Regions from separate parts of the Mus musculus genome. Here regions 1, 2, 3, 4 and 6 are each linked to region 5. Evidence: chromatin contacts called from public HiChIP or PLAC-seq and promoter capture Hi-C data. All regions are on one chromosome and are shown on one strand. The core of a region is the stretch at or near the end of the contact, and the rest is flanking DNA. Distances in the headings are between cores, read along the strand shown. Region 1 holds the start of Plekhg6 (pleckstrin homology domain containing, family G (with RhoGef domain) member 6). Region 2 holds the start of Lpcat3 (lysophosphatidylcholine acyltransferase 3). Region 3 overlaps Lpcat3 (lysophosphatidylcholine acyltransferase 3). Region 4 holds the start of Cd9 (CD9 antigen). Region 5 holds the start of Chd4 (chromodomain helicase DNA binding protein 4). Region 6 holds the start of Eno2 (enolase 2, gamma neuronal).

The links. Promoter capture Hi-C pulls out the DNA fragments that hold promoters and counts their contacts. HiChIP or PLAC-seq counts read pairs in DNA pulled down with a chosen protein or histone mark. Capture Hi-C pulls out chosen DNA fragments and counts their contacts.
Region 1: a FOXA1 HiChIP or PLAC-seq map of pancreatic cancer cells shows a contact between it and region 5. The contact joins the promoter of Plekhg6 here to the promoter of Chd4 in region 5. A contact is called at or near these places in 5 of 39 promoter capture datasets (embryonic stem cells, liver, neutrophils and 1 more), 2 of 115 datasets of contacts at active chromatin or transcription factors (embryonic stem cells and pancreatic cancer cells) and 1 of 9 other capture datasets (adipose tissue).
Region 2: a promoter capture Hi-C map of liver shows a contact between it and region 5. The contact joins the promoter of Lpcat3 here to the promoter of Chd4 in region 5. A contact is called at or near these places in 1 of 39 promoter capture datasets (pre-B cells), 1 of 484 Hi-C or Micro-C datasets (embryonic stem cells), 3 of 115 datasets of contacts at active chromatin or transcription factors (embryonic stem cells, microglia and pancreatic cancer cells) and 2 of 9 other capture datasets (liver and pancreatic islet).
Region 3: a promoter capture Hi-C map of the C10 cell line shows a contact between it and region 5. The contact joins the enhancer-like site here to the promoter of Chd4 in region 5. A contact is called at or near these places in 3 of 39 promoter capture datasets (the C10 cell line and pre-B cells), 1 of 15 datasets of contacts at CTCF or cohesin (embryonic stem cells), 3 of 484 Hi-C or Micro-C datasets (CD4 T cells, CD8 T cells and uterus), 2 of 115 datasets of contacts at active chromatin or transcription factors (astrocytes and pancreatic cancer cells) and 2 of 9 other capture datasets (embryonic stem cells and liver).
Region 4: a contact with region 5 is called in an HNF4G HiChIP or PLAC-seq map of pancreatic cancer cells. The contact joins the promoter of Cd9 here to the promoter of Chd4 in region 5. A contact is called at or near these places in 3 of 484 Hi-C or Micro-C datasets (embryonic stem cells and myocytes) and 2 of 115 datasets of contacts at active chromatin or transcription factors (embryonic stem cells and pancreatic cancer cells).
Region 6: a contact with region 5 is called in a promoter capture Hi-C map of second pharyngeal arch cranial neural crest. The contact joins the promoter of Eno2 here to the promoter of Chd4 in region 5. A contact is called at or near these places in 10 of 39 promoter capture datasets (cranial neural crest, embryonic stem cells, frontonasal cranial neural crest and 6 more), 5 of 484 Hi-C or Micro-C datasets (cerebral cortex, embryonic limb bud, embryonic stem cells and 1 more), 3 of 115 datasets of contacts at active chromatin or transcription factors (embryonic forebrain, embryonic stem cells and pancreatic cancer cells) and 3 of 9 other capture datasets (embryonic stem cells, liver and pancreatic islet).

What each region holds. Positions count from the first base shown.
Region 1 is chr6:125,378,742-125,382,169 of GRCm38.p6, forward strand. It overlaps Plekhg6 (pleckstrin homology domain containing, family G (with RhoGef domain) member 6), which reads right to left and starts at 1,763. Exons shown (of 17, transcript NM_198604.2): 1 at 1,609-1,763; 2 at 1,014-1,235; 3 at 1-169. The coding sequence starts at 98.
Region 2 is chr6:124,661,130-124,664,525 of GRCm38.p6, forward strand. Lpcat3 (lysophosphatidylcholine acyltransferase 3) reads left to right here and starts at 1,975. Exons shown (of 13, transcript NM_145130.2): 1 at 1,975-2,230. The coding sequence starts at 2,080.
Region 3 is chr6:124,693,060-124,696,237 of GRCm38.p6, forward strand. All of the region lies in intron 1 of Lpcat3 (lysophosphatidylcholine acyltransferase 3), which reads left to right. Among named protein-coding and RNA genes, the nearest start is that of Emg1, 18 kb to the right of the region's middle. Within about 2 kb of position 1,357, at least 141 of the 459 cell types and tissues checked have an H3K27ac peak or open chromatin away from gene starts, as enhancers often do. A contact at or near this core is called in CD8 T cells, astrocytes, liver and 2 more, where this site is marked.
Region 4 is chr6:125,493,421-125,496,756 of GRCm38.p6, forward strand. It overlaps Cd9 (CD9 antigen), which reads right to left and starts at 1,340. Exons shown (of 8, transcript NM_007657.4): 1 at 1,154-1,340. The coding sequence starts at 1,219. Gm26728 (a long non-coding RNA gene) reads left to right here and starts at 13. Exons shown (of 6, transcript XR_869432.2): 1 at 13-65; 2 at 2,344-2,481.
Region 5 is chr6:125,094,209-125,097,585 of GRCm38.p6, forward strand. Chd4 (chromodomain helicase DNA binding protein 4) reads left to right here and starts at 1,773. Exons shown (of 39, transcript NM_001346610.1): 1 at 1,773-2,052; 2 at 2,879-3,057. The coding sequence starts at 2,958. It overlaps Mir7045 (microRNA 7045), which reads left to right and starts at 2,816; the gene lies at 2,816-2,878.
Region 6 is chr6:124,768,326-124,771,449 of GRCm38.p6, forward strand. It overlaps Eno2 (enolase 2, gamma neuronal), which reads right to left and starts at 1,348. Exons shown (of 12, transcript NM_013509.3): 1 at 1,112-1,348; 2 at 1-12. It overlaps Lrrc23 (leucine rich repeat containing 23), which reads right to left. Exons shown (of 8, transcript NM_001302555.1): 7 at 2,247-2,550; 8 at 1,544-1,838. The coding sequence ends at 2,277.

The sequences.
Region 1 (3,428 bases), core at 513-3,012, 280 kb after region 5:
CTGTGGGCAGAGGTCTGATGACGGCCCCCGTAAGTCTCAATTCGGGAAGCTACCAGGCCTTGGAGGGGGCCCTCATTTGGAGGACCAAAGGCTTGCATTGTTTCTCTCCTGAGTTACCCCCAGAGGATCATAGCACCAATGTCCAGGAGAAAGGGGGGTATCCCCTTTTCTGCAAGATAGAAAGCCCAGGCTGGATTAGTGATGAACGAACGTCTCCACAGGTTGGAGAGCAAGGAAAGACAAGAGGACAGAGTGGGGAAGAAGAGGGCCAGATGGTGGGGGGTGTGTGCTATCTATAAGCTAGTAGGGGGAGGGCAGGGCCAGGTGCATGCTGGGTAGGAACATCTGCTTTATACTTAGGATACATTCACACTTCAGCCTCAGAGGATGCTGTAGTCTCAAGAGCAGCTGGGAGCAAGGGTCACAGAAATCTCTAGCACTCTAGATAGCCCCAGGTAGAAGGCGGTCTCTTGTACCTAGATGTCTCCTTTCCTGTATTACCTTTGTCAACACTGCACAAACACCATGAACTGGGACAGGTAAAGCTGACTAGAGACAGACAAGTGGGTTTCTCATGTTGGAACAGACTATGGGTTAAGAACGGCTTTTATTTTATTTTCTGATTTGAGATAGGAGGACCTCTTAATATAGCCCAGGCTGACACACAGTGTAACCCAGTCTAGGCTACCTTCCAACTCTGCATCCCCCTGCCTCAGTTTCTAGAGTGCTATGATCACAGATGTATTCTATCATGCTTTGCAACGTTTACATTTTTAAATAATGGGGGGGGGCAAAAAAGGAAAAATAATATTTGGGGAAAGAGAACAATACACCCAGTTCACACTCCATGAGTTACAGCTAGTTTTATCACGGTTCAGCCAGCCAGCCACCCTTACTGGTCGGCTGGCCATCCTTGGCTGCTTTTCAGTTAGTCGCAACTGAGACTCAATAGACAAGAGACTCTACAATATAGCTTTTCTGTCCCTTTACTGAGAAGTCTGTACATGCCTTACCTGGAAACCCCACACGTCCACGTACAATCTGGCGAAGTCAGGAGAGCTGTCAGACAGGGTCTGGAGGGATGCCCCTAGTTGAGGCAGCCCGCTGGTCTCCCACTAAGCTCCTTTCCTGGCCGCCGAGGGCACCACCAGGGATAGAGCTGGAAGTCAGATGCAGGACTCCACCCCTCCTTTCTAAGCCTGGATGGAAGACCCATCCCTTGCAGTGGGCAGGGCCTGAAGGGAAGAGGCCCTTAATGGGAACTGGACTCAAGAACCCTATACAGGGGTTGGTTTCCCACCAACTGGGCTCTAGAAACCTCCCATTTCTCTCTCCTAGCTTACTCTGACTTACTCGCAGAGGAGATTGTTCATTGTGTCTCCCGCCCCGGGACAACAACAGTCCAGCCCCCGAAGGCAGTCCCCCGCCCCTCCTTCTCCCTCCCCCTTACTATCTCTCCCCACGTCCACCTTTTCTATCTTTTCCCAGGCCCAGCTTTTCTCCCTCCCTCGTACCCAGCCTCCTTCCCTCCTCCTTCTGAGGCCCCGCGACCCTGTCCCAGATCCCCGGTTCCCTGGCCGCCCGGCACTCGCCCTCCCAAGTGCTCACCTGTGAGCGCAGGTGTCCGAGCTTCCGCTGTCCTTGACGTCCGCTGGATACTGTGGAAATCTGGGTCGTTGTCAGCTTCCTTGGCGATGGCAGCCCCACTGTCCCAGCCTGGGACTAGGACCGAGCGGCCCGCGGGACCAGGCAGCACGGGGCCGGGAAGGGAGGTGAAGGTGGAGGCAGAGGGGCGGGACGTGGGCTGGCACCTCCCCCTCCCTGCGGGCCTTGCAGCGTCGCGGTCCTGGTCACCCGGACAGAGAGGGTAGGGAGCCGGACTCTCCGTACACCAACCCCAGACCAGGAGTGCTCACTTCTCGGTGCGCACCTTTCCCTTTCTTTTGCACCTGAACTAACCAGCAATCTGTCACCTGGTCGGGGCCAGGGGCTGGAACCTTGTGCCACCCGCAGGCCACCAGCGTGTCCTCCCTTCCCGGCCAGACCCCTGCCAGGCGCCAGGGTAATGAGGGATAAATGAAAGGTTGGGCGCCGCTATGCGGAGGCGGTGAGGTAATGACCAAGCGACCTGTGGCAGGTACACATCCCTTGTTTGCACCAGGCCCCTCTTGCCTGTCCTAGACCGTTACCCTGAAAGGGAGCCAGCCTAGCATCAGGAAGGGCGGAGGCCCAAGGATTCTCAGCCCCATGGCTGTCCTCTGGCCATGGAGTCCAAAGTGTAGCCCTTATCTCCAGTGAACCTGCTGGCCTGCCCTGGCAACAGGGAGGAAGGTTCTGTGGACTTTGTGTCTTATTGAGGGAGGCATCAGGGGCCAAGCTTAGACCATACCCAACACTACTCTCATTACTTAAGCCTGGAGGGAGGGGGCATACCAGGGGAGGGTACCCTCCCACCGGACTGCACTTGGGCCAGTGTGGCCTTCCCAAGGGCTACACAGACTGAACAGTTTCTCCGAAGTGGTACAGCACTGGCTGGGCGTGATGTGAAAGGCATCCCCGCCCCCCCGCCCCCACATTCCCAAGTCCTGTCGTCTGGTCTGAGGGAAGAACTGAGAGTTATATCATCCCATGGATGTGTGATCCAGAGGTGGAAGTCTCGGTGGGGGGGGGGGGGAGGGGGCGGGGAGATGGGCAGGTCTGAGGTCCACTTTGGGATCTTCCTTCCGCCAATGGACTAGACTGGGTCTGGTGCAACCTCTTACCACACAAAGCATCCCGAAGTACACAAAACCCTTTCAGAAGTGTCTCCCTGTGTTCAGAGGAAAAACAAAACAAAACAAAACAAAAACAAAACAAAACAAAAACAAAACAAAACAAAACAAAAACACCTCTAATTCTCACCCTCTCCCATGGCTCCTTTCAGCCTGGAGAGGCATCTTTGCCATCGGTTGCTTGAATGTGTGTTCCTGTTCCCAGTCACAGATTTGTCCTTCAGTGTACTTTTTTAGAATATGATGTTGTGAGGTCTCAGTGTTACAGAGGAGCTGTCCTGACCTGTGGTTGCCTCCATCCTGCCTTCTGCCCCCCCAGGTGTGTGTGTAGGGGGGGGAGCGGAGAAGGAGTTGGATGAGAACCATGTTTGTCAAGAATGCAGGTTTTGCCTGTTCCTAGCATTCACACTGTGGGGGGCCAGGAGAAGAGGAAGACATATCCAGGGATGATGAGTAGCCATGAGAGAGAGAGAGAGAGTTAATGAACCAGTTGGTGCTGATTACTGGCCATATTAAATGACACCCCAAAGACACTGGTGCTGAGGACTTCTCCTCCCACTGATTCTCAGACAAAGGTGGAAGGAGGAGAAAGAGGGAAATTGGAATTGAGAAGGTAGGAGAGAAATCCTGGACTTACATGCCCCTGGAGTGAGCTTC
Region 2 (3,396 bases), core at 725-3,224, 430 kb before region 5:
AAAAAAAAAAAAAAAACTACCTGGTGATGAATATTCACATCAGTCAAGTGATTGTCTAAGATCTTCAGTCTCACATGAAGAAGGGGATGACATCAGAAAGGGATACATTTGGCTCTCTGTGCAGGCCAGTGGTTCTCAACCTGTGGCTCTCAACCTCTCTAGCAACCCTCTATCTCCAAAAAATATTTGCATGATGATTCATAACAGTAGCAAAATTACAGTTATGAAGTAGTAACAAATATAATTTTAGGGTTGGAGGATCACTACAGCATGAGGAAGTATATTAAAGGGTTGCAGCATTAGGCTGAGAGCCACTGGTCTAGGTTATGCCTAGATTAGAAAATCTTAATCCAGGAAGGTTGTAGTCTGCACTTTTCAGGAAGAGTAAAGCAGTTCATATTTAAAAAGAATGGCAGTGCTGGCAGGCTGGCTCTGTGGTTAAGAGAGAATATTGCTCTTGCAGAGGGCCTGCATTCAATTCCCAGCACCCATATCACACCATTCACAATTTCCTGTAACACCCAGACACCGGGGATAGGAAATCTTCATCTACACACCACCCACAGAGGCACAACCCTATTATTAAAAATAAAGCATTTTAAATTAAAATTTAATTAATTAAAATAATTGCGAGCCAGAGAGATAGCTCAGCGCGTTACAGCACTTGCCAGCACTGAGTTCAATCGTCAAAATCCACATGGCAAAAGACAGAGCAGTCTCCTGAAAGTTGTCTTCTGGCCTTCATGTGTGTTCTGTGGCAAAAACTAGCCCTTCCTCCAACATACCCCAATATATACACAAATAAATGTAAAAAAAAATGCCTTTAAGTATAAATAAAAGGACATATGAAAAGGCAGGAGACATAGCTCAGTGGTCCAATGCTTCCTTAGCACACGTAAAGCCTACGTTCAATTTCCCAGTAAAAAAAAAAAGGGGGGGGGGGGGCTGGAAAAAAGTATAAAATGCCATGGAAGTGTAAGCCATAGCTGAACTTTTTAGGACAAGAACTTGTGAACCCCTTTGTTACACACCCCATACACTGTCACTTTCCCTGGGGTCAATCAGTGGGAAGTGACACTGCATAGGAGGAAAGGGCTCCTATTTTGCTTCATGCCTCTAGTGCTTGAACTTTCATCAGGAACATACATTACTTAAGCCGTGACAAAACTAGCCTAACTGTTAATTAAAGCGGCAAGTGTTAAGTAGGCTCTTTTTAATATAAATAGGCAGATCCTAATTTCATTGCCTCCGGAGAGAAGGTCCGTTTTACTATAGAAAGGGAACTCTGCATAAGGACTAGGGTTGTAGCTCCGGCAGGAGAGCGTGCACGCGGCACCGGTTCGAGTCCCAGTACTTGAACAACCGAAAAGGACCTGCATCGGGAAGAGCTACGTAGCATTAAAGGGTGTTCTTGGGCCCCTGGGCTCCCCCAGAGCCTTCAGGAAAGGGCTGGGAATGCAGGACCCTCGCTCTCCCCCCCTCCCCCGCCCCCGAGGAGACACCGTTAGGGGGCGCTCGTGGGGTGACAGCAGACATTCGCTCCGCTCCGTTACATGCCCCAGTAACCCCAGCGCCGGCGACCGAGAGTAACCTCGCGGTCTGGTGACGCCCCCGCCCCCCCCCGCCCCCCCCCCGCCCCGACTCTCGCCTGCTCCTGTCTCAACCAATGGGAAGGCAGCGAGCAAGCCGGCCGGACACCCGTCCGACCCACTCCTGCCCGGAGCCGTCCGGACCGAGTTGTACTGTCACCTCGCCTCGCGCTCCCGCCTGCTCCAATAGCAGCTGGGTCGCGATCGCAAGCCCCGCCCCGCCCCGCCGGCCCGGCCCGTTTCCCTTCCTCACGGGAGTCACCTTTGCCTTACAAACGCTCGGCCCCGCCCTCTTCCTACCTTGCTGCGCTCGGCCCCGCCCCCGGCTGGCTCGACCAATAATCGGGTGGGTCTAGAGGCTCTGGGCGGGCCCGCAGCCAATGCGCACGCCGTGGGCGGGCCCCCGGCCGGAATTGGGGGTGAAGCCACCGCGTTCTGCCCACATTCGGGGCGCGGAGCTGGGGGTCCCCGGGGGGCGCCCGCAGTTAAGATGGCGTCTACAGCGGACGGGGACATGGGAGAGACGCTGGAGCAGATGCGGGGGCTGTGGCCGGGTGTCGAGGATCTGAGCCTTAACAAGTTGGCGACGTCTCTGGGCGCGTCGGAACAGGCGCTGCGGCTCATCTTCTCCATCTTCCTGGGTAAGGACCCTCCTGCCTGCCTCTGCCCCCTCGTGGAGTCCCAAGGAAATGGGCAGAATGGGGTCTGGGGACAGGACCTGTCTGTCTGCCCCGAACCTGGGACCCAGGAGGGCTTGGGGGTGCGGGTCATCAAGCACACCAGCCAGCTATCGAAGGGAAGACAAGTCTGGTCTCAAGTCTGGGGGCCCGTACCCTCTGAACCTCTTCCCATTTTCTTTGGCCCATACTGTGCCCTTTGGCTCCTCAGTCACCTCCCGCCTTGTCATCGATATGCCGGACTGTGCCCTTGCGACCTATGTCTGTCTGTGGCTCTCAAGAGTTCGACTGTGGCCATGAGTACTACTTATTTGTTATTAACAGCTCCCATCATGCGCTCTCCTTACGAGAGGCATAGGCCCTCGAACTTAAGATATTTTAGCCCTACGGGCCTCCTCTGCCCGATTATTTCATACTATGTCTTCTCGGTCTATTTTGTGTATTGCCAACGTATAGTGTACTTTCATCTCTTTTCTGTCCACTTTCTAGTATTTTCTTGTACCATATTGCTTTCCCCCTTAGCCGCCCACCTGTCATTTACTCTGGAATACATTCTTACACTGGGCTTGGGAAACAGCACTATTAACAACCTTAAAAACTCCATGCTTGTTCCAAGGGACTATTATTCATATGGTTCAAAGGATGTGATGTACCTGAATTTATGTCGCAACAAGCTGTGTTATATATTATATATATATTTTATAGTCTTTTAAAAACCGCACTCTTCGAGGTTTTTTAATACATGAGGTAACGTGGTATGATGGAAAAAGTGTGGACTTTGAAGTTAAAGGAGTCCCACTCTTTACCGTTTGTGAGTAGCAACCACTCTTGTCGCTACTCACAAACGGTAAGACCCCCCAGGCAAGCCATTTAACTGCTCCGCATCTAATTCTCTTATGAGATGAAGACAGCCGTGCTTAGCATTGGATCGCTGTAAAGTCCGGTAAGAATTCTTAGGTCAAGATCAGTGATCAGAGACTCGATTCAGTAGGTTTTTAAGTCCTTGGAACTTTTGGGGAAGGCTGCATAACTTTAACCTGAGAGAGGCGTAAGTAGAGGGTTAACTGTAGGAAGTTTGAGATAAATTGGGTGTGGTGACTTATGCCTTTGCGGCTCAGTGCCCTGGGACT
Region 3 (3,178 bases), core at 107-2,606, 400 kb before region 5:
GTTATACAGCATTTGAGAGAGTACAAAATGTCATACTAAAAATATCCAGGGAGGACCCAGGGGACACAGGACTAACCTAGGGAAAGTTAGTGCTGGCGTAGTTTGGCATAAAGATCATATTAAGTTGTGTGAGCATCACGGAGTTTTCACAGAGGCAATACAGCAAAATTAGAGAAACAAGCTTGAAACTTTTAGGAGCCAGAAAAAGAGTCTTCAGTGGGAGTGTGGGGAAGTTCAGCACTTGCCTAGCATGTGAGGCCCTAGTTCAGTCCCCGACATGGGTGGGCGGGAGGTAGGGTGTGCTGTAGAATTGATATCAACAGCTGGTTCAGCACATAGCACTTGGAATTCCTCCTTCTTCCTCACATTGGACAAGCATAGCTTACTCTCTGACCCAGGTCCTTCGGTCTGCTGCCTGACCAAGTGGGGCCATATCGTATTCCTGCAGAGTTCGTAAATGGCTAACGGGATGAAAGGCTAAGGGGATGTATCATATTTTAATGAAAACAGTTCACTTCTGTTTTCTTCAAGTGAAGCAGCACGCCCCTCAACTTCAAGATTAATGAGTAATTGTACAAGTGTACAGGAAATAAGGAGCTAACACTAACACAGGCAGTGTGACGTCCCCGGTCCCAAACACAACTCAGTGAGAAGCACAGAGACCCCAGGGAATAGTCTCACTGTGCTGTTAACCCGCTGAACCTGGAGTCCCTGCCCCTAGCTGCAGCCCGTCAGTACACAGCACATCCTGGACTTTGCTCTCCTTAGAACGAGCCCTGTTCTAACAGGATCCTTGACCTAGGGCCCCGATGCTTCACCAGCGATAACCTCCTTCAGCAATCAGAAAGGAGGAAGACTGAGTTCTACCACAGGTTCTCAGATCCTCTGACCACCGATATTAAAACCTGTTTGGTGAGATTAAACAAAAGCCAGTGGCCTGTCAAGCTCAGGATTCCATTCCCAGGGCCATTGTTAGGGTTTTAGTGGTACTGAGGCCTACTGCTCGTAGACTTGTGTGCAGCTCATTTTTAAAGTACATGGCCTTCCGGTTAGACTCTGGTGTGCAAGCAGGTGCACGTGTCACGGTGCTTGGTGTTCTTGACGATTCGTAGGTGATGGTTGCCACTCTTATCAAGCACCAGTTCCCACAAAGAAAGAATTAAGACTTGGAAATAGCTTGTAGGGCACCACTCTCCCTAAAAACAGCTTCTCCCTGAAGGGGTGACCTAGCTGCCAGGCTGCCAAGCCTGCTGAGCTGGGCAGCTGCCAAGAGCAAGGTTCAGTGTTTACATACCCACCATGGGCCGGGGTTGTCACAGCAACTCACCCAGCACAGTTTGTCCCCTCCTTCCCTTGGCAACTTCCGAGCAAGCTTTGCCCTCACCTCTTGTGGTCTCGGTGTTCTGGGTAACCCCGCTTTCTCTGTTCTTTTGATTTTCCTGCCTGTACTTCAGCTTCTCACATACTCCCCAGTCTGCGCTATACTGACCTGAGTGGGACCATGCAACCTGCACTCCTCCCAACTTCCCAAGCCAGGTCCCCTGCAGCAGCCAGAACCAAAGCTAGCTGGCCTGTACAGCGTCTGCAGGAGCACGCCCGAGACCCTGGCTCCTGCCATGTCTGCTTTCTTGGTCTTATAAAATTATGCTTTCTAAATTCCCTGGTAAGTTAGAAATCGGGGAAGGATCTAGGCTTGGCTGGCCTGTTGAAAGCTCAAGACGTGACCCTTGACCCCAAAATAGCAAGGGAAAAGACAGGAAAAACGTAAGCCGTGAACACAAGAACTCAGAATTCAGGGCAGTGTAGGTCCTGCAGAGTTGAGGCAGCTTCCCACACCCCAAAGGGCAGGAAGACAGCGTGGCTCTCCTGAAATAGCAAGGTCCAGTATTATCGAGAAATGTTAAATTAGGGCTGGGAGAGTACAAACCCTGGGTGTGGCCCAGGCGTGGGAGGTGGGAGCGGGGTTAGGGATTAAAGGCCAGCCTCAGCTATAAAGCTAATTCAGGCAATCTGGCATACACTAGACCCCATCCTTAAAAAAGAAAATTTTAAATTCTCTTCAACTGAAGAGGACAGAGAAATGCATTGTGTTCTTTACTTTTGGTACATCTCACATGCTTAAAGGTTTTAGTACTCAAAAAGATTAATTCTATCTATCCAGAATTTTTTTTAAAGATTTATTTATTTATTATATGTAAGTATACTGTAGCTGTCTTCAGACACACCAGAAGAGGGCATCAGATCTCATTATAGATGGTTGTGAGCCACCATGTGTTTGCTGGGATTTGAACTCCGGACCTTTGGAGGAGCAGTCCTGTACTCTTACCCACTGAGCCATCTCACCAGCCCCTATCCAGAATTTGTGAGCTCTCCCAGACAATTAGAATCTTCTGCCTCAGCCTCCTACCTGAATTCAATCCCCAGGACCTGTATAATGGTGGAAGAGAGCAAACTCCAAAGTTGCTATTTGATTCCAAACACTGGCTGTACACACGTGTGCATACACACACACACACACACACACACACACACTTATATACAATAATATATTTTTTTAGAGTAAAAAGTTTGAGGTTTTGTTTGTTTGGTTTTGAGGTGCGTTTTCATGCAGCAGACTGGCCTCTCACTTGCTATAAAGCCAGAAATGTCCTTGAATTCCTGATCCTCCTCCTCTCCATCCCAAGGCTGGGATTTCAGGTCTGTGACCACCACGTCTGGTTTATGTAGTCCTGGGGAATCAAAGCAAGAAAGTGAGTTCCAGGCCAGCCTAGGCTATATAAAAACAATTACAAGGAACCAAGCATGGTGGCGCATGCCTTCAATCCCAGCACTCAGGAGGCAGAGGCAGGAGGATCTCTGTGAGTTTGAGGCCAGTGTGGTCTACATGGTAAGTTCCAGAACAGCAGAGCTACATAGAGAGACCTCGGGTCAAAACAAATAAACAAAAACGGGAACTCTGCGTTTCCGTGTAACACAGAACTGGTGACGAAGACACTCTGGGGTAAGGCGAACAAGTAGAAGGCCTATCTAGGCTGTAGAGAGTTCAGGGTCAGCTTGGGCAGCTTCTTAACACCCTACCTCAAAACAATGAACTGTGCAGAGAGGCCTGGAGCTATAACACAGTGGTAGACAACTCTTCCAGCGTGTATGAGGCTCCGGGTTCAGTCCCTTACACTGT
Region 4 (3,336 bases), core at 90-2,589, 400 kb after region 5:
TGCAGGTTGTGCAACACTTCCAAGCAACCCTGGAGAGTATTAAACCTTACAGTTGCTGGAAGATGGTGAGCATCCCGGTGGCCAGCTCCAAAGGGAATAGTGGACTTTTTAGTTGTTGTTGTTCAAAGTCTCTGGTGGCACAGGAGTTGCCTAGTTAAGCTCTTTCCTGATTGCCTGGGAGCAAATTCCGTCCATTTGTGTTTGGGAGTGTGCCCTCTCAGAATCAGGACAAAAGGGTCTTCCGTGTATTTCCTTGCTTCTGTCCCTGAGTTTTGGGAGAGTGGACACTCTCTTGTTGCCCTACCCAGAGGCCCATCTGTAGAGTCTACTAGCACCTGCCTCTGGACCCTCTGCAGGTGAACGGCCATTCCCCTTGGCCCCACCTGGACATTTTTAGAGCGAGGCTTCAAGCCCGCAGTACCTGATTACCTGGGAAATGCAGAAACACCGGATTTATCCCATCTAGAGGCGCCAATAGGCACCTTCCCCGCCTTCTTTTCTCTTAACTCTCCCAGAGTTCTCTACAGCCAAGATAGTTATCGCTCTTGAAAAAGAATCAAGACAATCTAGTCTTTCAGGTAGCTTAGAGAGAGGCATGGACGTTTTCAGTTGAGAGTTCAGGTCCTAAACAAGGAATGTCCGACCTCCAGGTGCAGGGAAGACTCCCCACACCCACTTCCTCTCCCTCCGTAGCACCCCTTGTCACTTGTGGGACCACCGAAGTGGGAGACGCTCGACTGCCCTGCTGGCAAGGAGCCTTGCGGGCCGGGGAGGGCATCGAGTTACTCGAAAAGGTTGCTCCGCTCCTCCCTCACTCCTCTCTCACACTCGGGGGTGCTCCGGGTGGGAGCAGGCACAGAGCCCATCTCAAATACTCGGCGGTAGAAGGACCCGGGAGCGAAGTGCACAGCCGGAGCCACCAGGACCCTCGGCTCTCCCACCCACTTGCTCCTCCCGCCCACCTGCCAGTCCCGCCTGGCCAGCTGGCAGCCGCTGCGCCTTTCTCTACTCGCCCGGAGTCCGCCTGGCGCGCGCAGTACCAGCGGCTCCCGGCGCTCTCGGCCGCCGGGACACTCTCCGCCCCGGACGCCGTCTCGGGCCTGAGAACAGGTGGCCTCGGAGAGGAGCGCGCCGACAGTCGCCTCTCACTCACCCAGAAGATGAAGTTAAATCCGAAGAGCAGGTATTTGATGCACTTGCTACCTCCTTTGACCGGCATGGTACAAGCTGGAGTTGCGTGGGACAAGAGGCACGAACGACTGGGACAGAAGGGACTCGACAACCGACTGAGACACGCTGCGGCTAGGGGCTGGCCTGAGGCTCCACTTTTAAAAAGTGCCACTCCTTACGGCGCTCGGCCAGCTGCTATGCGCATGTGCGGAGGGATGCCGACCCCGCCCCCCGGCCCACCTGCCCCGCCCATGCTCTAATCCCCTCCCCAGACCCAGGTTCTGGGACTTCGGTTTCACCCTCAGTGCAGAGCTCTCTCTGCACCTAACTTTTGCCGTCTGGTTTCTAAGATCCTCTTTCCCTCCATCTTCCTTCTTCCCACCGTCTCGGGGTCTTTCCGGACCTCCGTACCCGACTTCTTTTACGGGGAGTTAAGTGCCGGCCTCGCCTTTCCCGTTCATCCTAGTTCATCCTGGGCTCTGCATAAGAGCTCACGTTGGAAGACCCCCAAGGGCCATGTAATCTTAAGAACCTTTTCAGATTCCCGAGGCAAGTCTGCGAGCCCCTATTTGCCTGGCTTGCGTTCTCTCTGACACCTCCTTGTAAACCTTTCTGGACTGAACGCACTTAGTTGAGCACGGTGGCCGCTAGAATGTTCTAGGTGCTAATCTGAGCAGTTCTACTTTGCTCAGAAACTTTCTACGTTCAGAGACTTGAGTTGAAACCCTTCTTCATCCTGTATTTACTCCGTTCATTCCCTGCCACACCTGATGCCACACCCCTACTCTGCTGCGCCTCCATGCCTGCAGGGGTGTATGCTGGCCGCCCTGCCTCCTTGTGAAAATTCTATTGTGCTTTATTATTTTTTTTATTTAAATCTATTATTATTTTGAGACAGAGTCTTACTATGCTGTCCTATCTGGCTTGGAACGCCCTGTGTAAACCAGGCTGGCCTTGAACTCATAAAGATCTGTCTGCCTCTGCTGGGATGTGCCAATACGCCCAGCGATTTCATTTCTTTTGAAGTAGGATTTAGCCGTTTGTAGACCTACTGACCCGGAATTTGCTTATGTAGCTCAGGCTATCTTCAACTCCAGTCCTCCTGCCAGAGCGGTTCAGGCCACCACGTCCTGCTCTGTGACTCTCTAAATTCTTTCTTGATTTTTTCAACAGGGTGAAGAGGCCCTTCTCAATATCCTTTACAGTTTTCTCTTCCTCACCCCTGCAGGAAGTTTCCTTAGCATTCTTCATTGCAAAAGCAAACCGTACTTATTACAGAAACATCAGAAAATATCAGAAAGCAAAAAGAATGTGAGTTAAAATTTTTTTTCCTGGGTTAAAGTACGTTGGAGGCCAACGCCACAGGAGACCCGGTCCCCAAAAACAAAAAATAAAAACAAGAAACTTTTTCACATAGCAAACCCAGCTCTGTTAGCATAGCACAGCTCTTGTTTTACTGTTTATCAGTAGACTGGCTTCACTATTTATCAGTAAGTAGACTGATTCATTAATAGACCCAGTTAAAAACCTTTTTTTTTTTTTTCCCACAGTTTAGTTTAGAAAGGTTCTTCACTGGGGAACAGGAGTCGAAAGCAACACATTCTGTCTTCCCTGAAGCAGCTTAGGAGTTGGAAGAAGGACGCAGGCAGGAGACTTGGAGGGTGTGTGTGGTCAACTTAGGGGTCTCTTGAGAGCTCTCACAAAGTAAGTGTTACAATCAGGGAAGCCTGGCAGAGCTGGGGCTCCCGTGGTCTTCTGGAGAGAGCTGGTGAGGACCTTGTCCTCTGAGAGTGAAGGTGAACCCCGGGAGTGTCAGGTGAACCCCTTGACTGTGTGTGGGCACGGGACAAGAGGGCAGCCTGCAAGTGCTGTGCGGTTAGGGACCCTTGTTTGTATCTCCACTCCCTGGTGTAAAACCTTGGGGCACTGGACAGAAAATCCGAATGCATTTGAGGAGGTGCGGTTAGGTAAAATGAAAAATGGAGCTCCGTTAGGGGGTGTGACCAGTTTGGGACCTATGGGAAGGTAGGAGCGGCAATGGGACCTAAAAGTCTGCCGAGGAGTCATGTGGGAGCCAGAGGGAGAGTCTGAGCAGAAGCCGAATCTCTAAGAGCTTCTTTCGCTTCTTCTAAATTTTCTTAGTTTTACCACGTTATTCTTGTTGAG
Region 5 (3,377 bases), core at 523-3,022:
ATTACTAGATATTTTTATATTGTATCATGCATGGTCTCTTTGGTTGTTTAATGTTTCTTCATTATACATTTAATATTTATTCATGGGTGCCCCATTAGCCCAGTTGGTTAGAGCACGGTGCTGGTAATAAATAAATAAATTATAATTATCCGAGACTTGTTTTTACTGTAGCCTAGGCTGACCTTGAATTCACTGAGTAGCAGAGAATGGCCTTGATCCCTTGATCATCTCGTGTGTTCTCTGAGTGCTGAGGTTATTGGCATGTGATAATGTTCCCAGCTGTGACTGTTTCTTGAAGGAAGGCACCTGTGTGTTGGTATCCTCGTTCTCGGTCGGTAAGTAGCTAGCTCTTTACCTTGTTAGTACTCTGTCAAGGGTATGTCGAATGAACTTTAGTGATGGTGAGTACAGAGCAAGGCATGGTAGAGGACTCTCAGTCCATGGTGGTGATAGGCTATCTGTCCACGGAGGCTGCCTGGACTTGAAGGTGGCAGTGTAGAGGACTTCTGGAATGTTGAGAAATAGTTTTGGGATGGGGGTTTGTAATTGTTATGGGATGTTCTGGGTGAGTTAAAGTTTTTCATCATGAAGTTTTATGCAAGTGTTTCATCTAGTCAGCATATTATTTGTTTGAGTTTACACAAACATTCAAAGCTGGAGGGAGGTAAGTATCTAGAACATACCTGGATTTGGTGGGGTTTGTTGGGGCTCGAGGTTGGCTCTTGGTTCCTGAGTGTCTGCAAATGATGAGCTAGGAAGTCTGGGGGTCCTGAACTTTGAGAGCCCAGAATGCTCCTATTGCCCAGGAAGGGACTAAAGTGTGTGCTAGTGGGGACAGGGCAGTTAGCAGTTTGCCACACCCTCTCTGCTCTAGTTGGAAGAGCCTGACAACTTCTAGAGGTGGGGGAGGTTGTGACAATTAGGGGATGTCTGGCCAGACCTGTGTGCGGTGATGGAGTGTAGCAGAAGTATTATGGGATGTGGCACTGGGTTGTGTTGGGACAATTATGGTATCGTGGGCTTTTTGAAATTATGGGATGGGAGAGTAGATAGAGTAAATGATAGGACATTTTCCCAGTGTTAGTGGAGGAGATTTAGATGTCCATTTGTGGGGTGACAGCAGAGCTGCTGATCATTAGTGAGTATCTCTTTGCTAGGAGGAATGGTAATTTATGGACCATGGAGCTAGAAAGAGACTGGGAAGGCTGTGGGTGGTAAAGTGAGCATCTAGAATCTCAACCCTAGTGCAGGGACTGAGGGCAGCTCTGGGGGGGTTGGATATTATGGGATATCAGTATAGAAAGTGGGAGACTGATTATTACGGGATCCGTGTGGGAGGAGGCCCAGTGTCCGTTGTTGTAGTATGGGGTGGGTGAGTTTCTGACAATCATGGGATGTCAAACTGGGGGTGGTTATTATGGGATGTCGGTGGGGGATGGGTTGAATATTATGGGATATGAGGCTGAAGTGCTGGGAGGGGTGCTTATTATGGGATGGCCAAGGGGAGGGAGGGGTAATGAGTTATTATGGGATGTTAGCAGTAAGGCCAAGAGTGAAGAAGTTGGCAAAGAGTGGTTATTATGGGTTATCTAAGGGAGGGGGAGCAGGTTTTAGTTTGTAAAAGATCTGCACTATATGTCTGTAGCCCCGGGCACATATATGCATAGAGTGTGGGGGGCGGGGTGTGTGTATGTGGGGTGTCCGTGTGTATTATGGGATGGCCAGGAGGTGGGCGGTTGCCCAGGTGACGCGCGCGCGCGCTCGACGGGGGCGTGGCCAATGGTTGCCTGAGCGACGAGGGGGCGGGGGTTGCCCGGGAGACCTAAAGAGGAGGGTGGCGGTAGTGGAGGGGGGGGTTGGAGTTGGTTGAGGTTATTATGGGCTGTCCGTGGGGGGCGGGGCCTGTGCGGTGGGATTTCCCGGCCGGTGTTTCGGGCCCTTTAAGAGGCGACGCCGGAGCCGGAGCCATTTTCCCCCCTTCGGCCGCGGCGAGGAGGAGCTGGAGCGGGAGTGACACCGGCGAGACCCAGCGCGACCTGAGGCGGCTCTAGGGTGAGGAGCGCGCGAGGCAACGGGAGAGACATCTCTCTCAGCCCGACGTCGTCCCGGGGGTCATTCCTTCACCTGTCCCTTCTTCAGGCGTCCCGGGGCCCGCGGGCCGTCCCCTCTCCAGGGAGCCGACCCTTCTTCCCCGGAGGCGGCCGGGTTACCTCCAGACGGCGCCCTGCCCTGAGGGAGTCCTGCTCCCCGCCCCCCCCCCCTCCTGGGCTCGGCCTCCCACAATGCCGGGCGAGCGCCTGCCCGCCCGCCCCTCGCCCTTTGCTCGCTAGCCCCCCGGGACACGTGGCCCGGCCCCCTTCCCGGTGGGTGCTCGCTTTCCTCCGGCGTCCCGACTCTTCGGGACCCCGGAGCGCCCGAGCCTCCACGCCCCCTGGTCCCCGCCGTTCCGGAAGAGAACCTGAGTTGTCCCAGAGGACAGCCTTTGGAGAGCTGCCCTGTCTGGGGACTGGCCCCTCCCCGGGCGCAGAGGAGCGCCCCCCCACTCCCAAGTGACCTTGTGTCCCCGAGCACCGGCCGCCTCCCCTGACCCTCTCCGCGCCTCCCCACTCGAACCCCACTCCCCAGGCACTCCTGGCTCAGGCCAGGCTAGCTTCTTCCTTCCCCTCCATGCACCAGCCTGCCCTCGGGGGCGTCATTCCCTCTTCTTGGGGGCTCCTGCTGGGGAGCCGGCTCACGGGCTGTCCCCGAGGAGTGTGGAACTAAGTTCAGCCTGAGTGGTTCGGGTGCTTGGCTAGGGTGGTAGGGCAGGGGGGCGGAAAGAGCGGGTGGGGGAGGGGGACTGCGCGTCACTCACTGTTCTCCCCCCTCCCCCGCACAGTGACTCGGGCCAGTGCAGAGGGCCCCAGGCCGCAGGCAGGAGCAGCTGGGCCAATTCCCTGGCCGGGGAACGGAAGGGGATGGCGTCGGGCCTGGGCTCCCCGTCCCCCTGCTCAGCGGGCAGTGAGGAGGAGGATATGGACGCACTTCTGAACAACAGCCTGCCCCCACCCCATCCAGGTAACATCTTCCCGGAGGGCCCAGGGCAGGAAGATGTTTGATCTTTCCTCGAGACTCCAGTGAGGCTGCGTTCGCGCGCTGCTTGTCCCTGTGCAGAACCCAGGGTGGAGGGCATCCGAAGGGAGTGGTTCTTTTCTGCGGAGCTCTTGTGTGCTGGGGGGTGCTGGGGGAGGTGGAAGCCATGTGCCTCTTGGGCACCACGGACCCAGATGCAAGCTGGCTTCACTCAAGGCTGTCTGGAATGCTCCGCAGTCCCCGGTTGAGGGAGCTCTCTGGGTTAGCTTTACCTCGTGCAGGTTCTTGGAGGAATGCAGGTGGTT
Region 6 (3,124 bases), core at 98-2,597, 330 kb before region 5:
GGCTGGGATCTCCTTGGGTGGAAGTGGAGGAAGGAGAAAGATAAGAGGCTTAGAAGGGTGGAGCCTGAGGCCAGTGGGAGGGGCCAGAGGCTGGGAGGGCTGGCAAAGAGGTTACTGCAGTGGGTAGGGGGTGGGGAGGAGCGGGCTGCAATCAGGCACTGTAGAAGGGGTTCTCCCTTCCCCGTGGAGAGAGGAGAAGGTCAATGCAGTGAGGAAGGGGAGGTCACTGCAGTAGGGGCGGAGTACATCTCATGACAAGATGGGAGAACACCGCAGTGATGAGGGGAGGGGCAAGCAGCGATTTCTTCGCCCCTCAGCAGCTTCACCGACCAGTGGGGTTCCCCTAGACTTCCCCAGGCGGGATGGCTGCCAGACTGGCATTTTTTCCCTTGGATCTTGGAACAGAAAGAAGAGGGGTTGTCTGGGCAGGTGGATCCCCAACTTGACAGCCCATATACACAAGGTCTAGAAAACACTCCGGGGTCGTCACCTCTCTCCCAAACACGAGTTCCTCATTTCAAGAGGAGTCTGGGGACAGCGTCCTGGGACCAGGCCTCCAGTCCCTAGAGGCTACGGTGGGGAATGATGAGGTAGACCCATCGCTTTTCTACCCCCGGACAAATTCCCCACTCCTCCTATCCCTCCCCCAAACATCGGAGAAAATGAAATGTCAGAGAGAGGGGAAGAGAAGGAGGGACCAAAGGACGAGTCTAGAGCAAGTCTGAGGCAGTCAAGGAAGGGTGAGAGGGTATCTTCGCAAACGCAAAAGAAAAAAAGGACGTGCCAGGATAACAACCATCTCCTGTGGAGACATCGAACTTAGGAAACAAATCGGCAGGACCCTAGACGAATACCGGCGCGGGGAGAGGGGCAGGCGAGGGTGGAACCGTGCAGTTAGAGAAGCGGATGCAGAAAGCTGGTACCTAAACCAGGAGGAGGTGACAGCCAGAAAGCCGGGAGCTGTCCGGGAAGGCCAGAGATGGAGGGTGCCAGGGAAGGCAGGTGACAGTCAGGTATGCAGCGTCACCCGCCCGGGTCGCTAAGCCCAGGACAACGGGGAGTGGAGGCGGCAAGGAGCGAGTAAGGGGATGCGGCCCGATACGGGCCTCACCTCGAGGACTGCAGACTCAGTCGGTGGCGTTGGCGGCGGTGGCGGTGGCAGTGGCGGTGGTGACGGCGGCGGCGCAGAGAGAGCAGGAGTGGCGGTGGCTGCGGCTCCCAGCGCGGGCGGGGGGTGGGCAGGGGGCGGCGCCTATAGAGCCGGGAGGGCGCATGTGACCCGGGGGCCCCGATGAGTCAAGAGCTGCAGGCGGAGACGCATGTACGAGCGCGGGTGGTGGTGGGGAACGGAACGGGTGGGGGAAGGGCTGGGGCGATCCAGGACCAGGCTGGCAACCCCTTAAGCACACGGATGCTCATAACCCATGTCCAGCCAACTCGAGGGAAACAGGCGTCGCCTCATTCCAGTACTGCGGCAGGTACTAACCCAGACGGGTGGAAAAGCCCACCCACAGGGGTTCAGGAACTCGGTCACACACAAAAATATAAAAAAATGCCTTTTTATTTGAAACCTCAACTGGCCCATCACAGCTCACTTCCTCAGCGCCTCTCTATAGACAACACCTACTAGCATCCTAGTTTTACCCCCGACCTGTGCTTAGGAGTTCAGGCCCACAGAACAAGCCACACAGACAGATGACTGCCAAGGAGCCTTGGGATGTGATGGATTTCCAGTCTGGGACAAAAAGGAGCATCTCCCACTTCCTGTGACGGGGCTATGAATGTGGTGGTCCCCCACTGGAGTCTTATCAGTTCTTGGGGCCAGTGTCCATGGCTTCCTGGAAAGAGAGAAGAGAAATAAATCAATCGTGTGCCCCAGGCCTCTCAGTCTCTGCCTCACTCTGCCCTCCTTTCGCCTCCCCACCCTGGTGTCCTGTTATTTTTAGCTTCAGATTTTGAGTGCAGGATCTTTTCCCTGGCCCAGCTACATCCTCCACGCACCACCGGCCACCTCTTTCCCTCCTGAGCTCCTTCCCACCAGTCGTCTCTACCAGCTATACAGCGGTCTTCACCCCACCCCCACCCCCAATTAGTTCTTCTCTCTACTGTGGTCTCCTGCGTGTCTTATCACTTTCTGGGCCCCTCTCATCTTTCCTTCATATCTAAGCTATCTCCAGCCCCTAACTCTGGCCTCTCGTCCCGTGTGCCCAGCCTTTGACCTCCTGGGGCTGTCTTCCTGGCATCACCTTTACTGTCCCTGCAGGCTGGAAGAGCCACTAAACTGGTGGCAAGTACGGTTCCATGTCCTGGTCCGGATCGAGATCTTGATCCTGTTCCTCCTTCAGCCTCTGACGGATCTCCTCGGCCTCTGCCCGGTCATCATCCTCATAGAATTCTTTGTCCAGGCGCTCAAGGTGCGCCATCTGCACCAGGGCCTCCTGGCGGTAGTCGGTCTCATCCGCACATGGGTTGTCCAGCAGCACCAGGGCTCGAAGTTTGGGCAGGTCCCGCAGTTTGGCCAGCTCTGCCAGATCACTAATCATATTGCTCCTGTGGATGGGGTTGGGGAGGGGTTAACTCTCAGGAAAATGGGCTTTGATTGTCAGCTAGGAATTGGGCTGCCTTTGTAAGAGGAAGCAACTCTGGGCTCCCCGAAAGCAATGATGGTTGAGGACCGGTAGCAATGATGGTTGAAGAGGACTTGGCTGGATGCATTTCCCTAATCCCTATGCTTCACAGAATCCCTAAATGCCATGTGATGTGTCATCTTTGGGGCCTAGCAGTGGTGGCATATACCTTTAATCCCAGCACTTGGGAGGCAGAGGCAGGTGGATTGCTGAGTTCGAGGCCAGCCTGGGCTACAGAGTGAGTTCCAGGACAGCCAGGGCTACACAGAGAAACCCTGTCTCGAAAAACAAACCAAAACAAAAAAGTTGGAGCAGCAAAGCTAGGCCTCATCCCAGCTTGTATTCGGAGAAGAGGGGCAGATGTCCCTTGTGGGAGCAAACATTTTGTGTCAGGGGTTGGAAGGATCAGGTGAGCAGAGGAGGAGCCGGGGCCCAAGAGTGGGGTGCTATGGGGTGGGGGCGCTTCCTTGGGGAAGGAACGGAGAGCTAGGGATGGA